Linked DNA regions of Mus musculus: region 2 is linked to region 1. The links are chromatin contacts, called in public HiChIP or PLAC-seq maps. All regions are on one chromosome and are shown on one strand. Each heading gives the region's core, a stretch centred on a gene start, on an enhancer-like site or on the middle of the called end of the contact. The rest is flanking DNA. Distances are from core to core; before and after follow the strand shown. Region 1 overlaps Nsmce2 (NSE2/MMS21 homolog, SMC5-SMC6 complex SUMO ligase). Region 2 has its middle 32 kb from the start of A1bg.

What was found. HiChIP or PLAC-seq counts read pairs in DNA pulled down with a chosen protein or histone mark.
Region 2: an HNF4G HiChIP or PLAC-seq map of pancreatic cancer cells shows a contact between it and region 1. The contact joins two enhancer-like sites. A contact is called at or near these places in 1 of 115 datasets of contacts at active chromatin or transcription factors (pancreatic cancer cells) and 1 of 9 other capture datasets (embryonic stem cells).

What each region holds. Positions count from the first base shown.
Region 1 is chr15:59,510,321-59,513,020 of GRCm38.p6, forward strand. The region is part of intron 4 of Nsmce2 (NSE2/MMS21 homolog, SMC5-SMC6 complex SUMO ligase); the gene reads left to right. Among named protein-coding and RNA genes, the nearest start is that of Gm36677, 110 kb to the right of the region's middle. Within about 2 kb of position 1,386, at least 99 of the 459 cell types and tissues checked have an H3K27ac peak or open chromatin away from gene starts, as enhancers often do. A contact at or near this core is called in pancreatic cancer cells, where this site is marked.
Region 2 is chr15:60,887,603-60,890,302 of GRCm38.p6, forward strand. No RefSeq gene overlaps it. Among named protein-coding and RNA genes, the nearest start is that of A1bg, 32 kb to the right of the region's middle. Within about 2 kb of position 1,344, at least 10 of the 459 cell types and tissues checked have an H3K27ac peak or open chromatin away from gene starts, as enhancers often do. A contact at or near this core is called in pancreatic cancer cells, where this site is marked.

The DNA of each region.
Region 1 (2,700 bases), core at 136-2,635:
AAGGAATCCAGATGATGTCCCTGTGGTGAATCAGTGTAGCAGGAGGGAGTGGCCCTTAGTGAGTTAACCTGGGAGAGGCTGGTACCTCAGTCACCAGTGTCAGCCCTTTATGACAATGTGTTTTTCAGAATGGACCCAGATGATAAAGATGAAGTCATAGCACTCTACCAAGACAGCAGCTAACTGAAGGGTGACTGCACTGTAGGGCAGGCTTTGGTTCACAGGTTAAACGTAACTGCGCTTCTCCAGTTCTGGGGTTTTCTTTGCTTGCTGCATGTTGAACTTTGGGCATGACCATCTTCTGTTATGAGAGCTTGAATCTAGCCAGTCCTTTTGCTATATCACAGTTTAGTTCCAAGAATTCCCTGCTGCCCGTGTATTTCCAGGCAGAACCAGACATTAGACAGAGCCAGATATGTTGATTGAAGCATACAGAGAAGAGTGTCCAGTGACTTTGAAGTTATGTTTATGTTTCAGTGGGCTCGGGTTGGGGGGGTGGGGGAGACTGACCAGGTACTTACAGACACTGACTTAGTACTTACGTATTTTTGTCCAGAGCCTGTCACCCAACATTGATAGTCACTCTTGTGTGGCTACAGTATATAGCAAGCTCATGCCAGCAAGCCCCATCTTTGTTCATCTGGGACAAGAAATGAGAGGGTGGCCAATTCAGGTTAGAAATACTAAAGCTCTGGTTGGTGTTCTCTCAAGGAACTACAGTCGCATACTCAAGTCTGGTCCAGAGTCAGTATCATAAAGACTGTGCTGTTTATCAACGCATCTGGGTAGACCTTTCTTGCTGTTTTCTGTTTCTGTGTACAACTGTTACTATGCTCGGGGCTTTGGGGTGGTACTAGGGATTGAACCCAGGACCTGGCAGGTGCTGGGCAAGCACTTTACTACTTAGTACATTCCAGCCTGACTAGCCCTTCAGTGTCGGCAGCTAGATGCGCTCCCTGCAGATTAGCAGATTTAGTAGTAACCCTGGCATTAGTATCTTGAATCCTAGAAATTTAAATAATGTATTTACACTTAGGGATTATTTTTTGTTTTTGTTTTCCTTGTCTGAGCCATTAAATGTTTTCAACAGAACTAATATTTAATCCTTAAGATTTCATAACCGAGAAGTTTAAAGGTTAACTGTAACAGGAGAAAACATCTAGTGAAGTTTTAAAGGTAACCAGATAAGGAAGTACAGAAAGAGTGTAGAAACATTGACAAGCTCACAAAGCCAATTTTGTCCAGTTTTCTGAAAACTCCAGTCTGTACGGCTCAAGCACGTGAGTCATGCCTTCCCTTTTTCTTGTCAGTCACTCATTCACCCGCTTGTATTACCCATGATTCATTGTTCCCTCTGCCAAGTATTGCTCTAGGTACTAGGTAACAACAGTAAATAAGACAGTCAGAGCGTACTGTGTGCCAGTTCTGTGCCAGGCACTTGGGAACTTGGAACTAGCTGCTTTCGGCTCCACAATCTGACGTAACGAGGGAAGTCAGTTTTCCCCAGACCTCACCGACTAGCTATGTGGCTTGAGGGGGGACAGGGTCAGTTCCCTCCTCTCTGAAATGCTCTTGCTCACTGTTCACTTAGAAGCCTTGATGTAAGTATCAGATGAGATAGTCATTTTGAAAGAGCTTTGGAAAGCATTGGGCCTTGCTTGTATAGAGACCACCAGTAATCTTGTAACTGACCAGAGTTCGGGTCATTTCATTGCCTCTGTGAAAAGCGTAAAGGGCGTGTGCCCATTGTACATTGAAATGTATAACTGCCACTTCCTGCCCATGGGGTGGGGATTTCAGAATGAGTTATGAGGAATAATAGCTGCAGCCAGGAAGACTCACACAGGAAACATAATGCAGTTCATACATGGTATGTGTTAGGTATAAAGTGCTCAGATGCAGGGGCAGAGAAAAGATAAGACGGGAGTTGGCCTCTGACCTCAAGAAACATAGACATGTATATGAAAATTCAGAGTGCCCAAATATAAACCCTGAGCTTAATTATAGTTTCCCAGGGATTACAGCTATTCATTTGCCCCCTAAACGTTTCTAAAAGTGTTCTGATAGCCATCAGGGTGCCTGCTGGGATGTGGTGATAAGATGTTGCTTCCAGTTTCATATTTTATTATCTCTCATGTCCACTGTACTAATATTTTAGACTGAGGTAAGAAATGTGGTCTGTATAGAGAGAGATTTCATTCAGAAGGTTGATTCCCAGGACCCTCATCAAAGAGCCAGCAGACTCACGCAGAGTTTGGTTTGTAAGTGTTCCTCCCTAACATTAAATCCCATCATGTAGAGACTCGAGAATCTCCGTCACAGCTGAGAGTGATGTCACAGCATAATCCTAGCACTCAGGAGTCCAAAGCAGGAAGATCAAAGAAAACCTCAACCTGACCAGCATGGTGGTCCATACCTTTAACCCCAGCATCAGGGAGGCAGAGGCAGGCAGATCTCTATATGAGTTCCAGGACAGCAAGGACTACACAGAGAGACCCTGACTCAAAGGAGAAAAATGCAAAAAAAAAAAAATAATAATAATTTATTTTAATTAAAAAAAAAAACAACCACAAACCAGCAATAATAATCACTTTTAAATACCAGTTCTCTTCAGTGCTTGGAGCACCACTCAACTCCTGGATTGAATGAGTAAAAGCATCAATAGCTTGATGAGAGTTCTGTCTGTGCCCTGTGCCAAAG
Region 2 (2,700 bases), core at 94-2,593, 1.4 Mb after region 1:
GATGAAAGGGTAGAGGCAGACATCTAGACTCATAAGATTCACATATGGATCCTAGGGGAAAAGGTCTGAAAGTTTGTGCAGGCTAATGCTCTTGACGAGAAAGTTGGCATTTTGCTGTGGCAATTGGCAGTTTTCAGATAAATGTCTTAGCAAAGCTAATGAAGGGAGACAAGCCCTTTCTGGTAGCTAAACTGGGTCCTTCAACCTAGAGGAGTGATAAATGTTTCATGTTTCTCTCATGGTTGACTCTGTGAACATTAGTAAAGTAAAGGTCTCAGAGCAGAGTTCCCACACACTTTCCCAAGCTTTCCTGGTTACTCTTAAGAACAGAGCTATCCAGCTCATGGATTTACTAAGATTAAGCCAATGTCAAGGGGTGGGAATCTGTCTATTTTTAATACATGGAGGCTAAATGCCACATAAAGGGAATGTATGGGCAAGCCTCTGTTGAGGATGCCATCAATCTGTTCATTATTTTAAATATAGCAATTGTTTTGGGAATATTCCTTAGAAAAATCATGATTTCAATATTTTAATTTATGTAAATTTATGATTCCTGGAATCAGGTCAGGAGGCTTTGAAGATTGTGCCTCTTTGCGATTTTAAATGTCTGTTCTTAATCTTCGAATGAGACTTCAGTTAAGCTGCCCACTTCTTTGAGGAGTGTGTGCAGACATGGATGTCTTTGCACATGGGTATAAGTGTGTGCATGAGTGTGTGAAAAATGAACTGATGCACGGTGTTTGTTTGTTTGTTTTTCAAACAGCTGACATTTTGAGCCACAACTGTCTCAGATACTCTTTGCTAAAGCCTAATGTCTTGTCTCACAATCCCATTTGGATTACAAGATATAAGATAGTGCACTCTAGAGGTGAAGTATTTTGCTCACTGCTACTGTCCACCATTGTTAATAACTTATTTACTGTCTGCCATCAAAGCTTTTTTGGCACCTTTCTGAAAGATAGTAATCATTCCATCAACAAATATTTAGTTATCACCTTCTGCAAGCTAGAGTCTTGATGGTGTTCATTGGTGGTGATGAAGGCCCGATAAAGGATCCCAGGGGCTTTGAAGTCAGTTGGGAAAACATTCAGGTTAAGATATTACTGCTTCAATGCATGGTGATGAGGAATTCATGTTTAAATGTCTTGTCTTCCGCTTCTGGGGTGTCACTTTCCAGGTGATTATGAGATGAAAAGGGATCTTGGGGATAGACTGGACCAACACCAAAAAGTCTGGCAGCTTTTCCAAGTCTCTTGTTCCCCACAGACACCTGAACTATGAACTTAGTTCCCATGACTCCCACAGGGTGAGGCTGGCCATGTGTATGCTGTTTCCATAGTTATGTGACTACAGTGACTAATTCATCAAACATGGTTTCTACAGCATTGAGGAGTGATCGCTTTGAGTAGAAGTGCTCTTAAAAATTGCTGTGCACTTACTATTTATTTTATAAAACACCAAAGATAATTCAGGAGGCCTTTAACAGCCATTCCTTTTTATTTCTTTTTATTGCTTCTCTACACAGAAGAAACATGCTAAGTATTTCTTTCCATAAATGATTTAACTTTTGCAATAGTTATATGAGGTCTTTATTGTTTGTATTTTACAAATGGGGAAACAGAGGTGCAGATAACCACACTGATATATCAAATGCAGAATTAGAAAATAATAGAGCTAGGATTTGAAAGAAGGGATTTTTTTGGAGGGAGGTTTCAAAGGTCATAATTAAAATTTAAATCTCTATGCCCCTGTATCTTTTGGCATGTCTAAGGAATTGAAAGCTTTATTCATTATCTGAACTTAAGGACTATTTAGATAATAGCTGACTTTGAATCTACAGACACATTTTCTCTATAAAGACTTTATCTGTCATCGTATGTGTAATATTTCTGATCATGTGCTTTTATTTTTTACTAAACATGTCAAACAAACACATTTGGAATGTCATCATAGTCTCCTAAATTAGGCAATTTTAAAAATAAAACCAAATAGCTGAAATTGTACAGTTACTGCCAAAGTAAACAAACAAACAAACAAACAAGTAAAGTTCTTGCTTCCCTTAGTCCTGGTAGAGGCGAGGGTAATACACATTGCTAAGTCATATGTCAGTCTTCAAGGAGACCCTATTTGACCAAGAGTTGGAGCACACATTCAATGCTGAGTGAATAAGTCATATGAACTTGACTATAAAGCATGGTTCCTTGTGTGAAAGAGAAAAATGAGTTTGTCTCTGTGGGTAAAGGCCTCCATTGTTTCCAAAGATCAATGACATTGATTTTACTGCATGGCACATAAAAGCAGAGACTGGGAGAAGTAGCCATGAAAGGAGAATAGCAGCTGTCGGGATGAGAGAGCTGCTTCAACTTGCTCTGCCCACCAGTAGAAAGCCTTTGATTTGTCTCTTCATCCCATCCCAGAGTTTGGGGCAGTTATTTATGGAGTCCCTTAGGTGATGAGTCTGGCAGAGGTGCAAAAGCTTTATTTGGGGTTTCAGCATCAATTGCTGGCTTTTAGGTTGAAAAGGGGGAGTGGGCTTAATGGAAGCATCAGAAACGTGTCTGTGTTGGCTGAGTGTAAGTACCACTAGGGCTTACACCATATTATCCTCACATAGCAACCACACATCAATTTCTCCTGGGTCCAGTTTCTACTGAGTCTGAGAGCAGGACAGAGCTCGATTGATCTGGACAGGTCTTA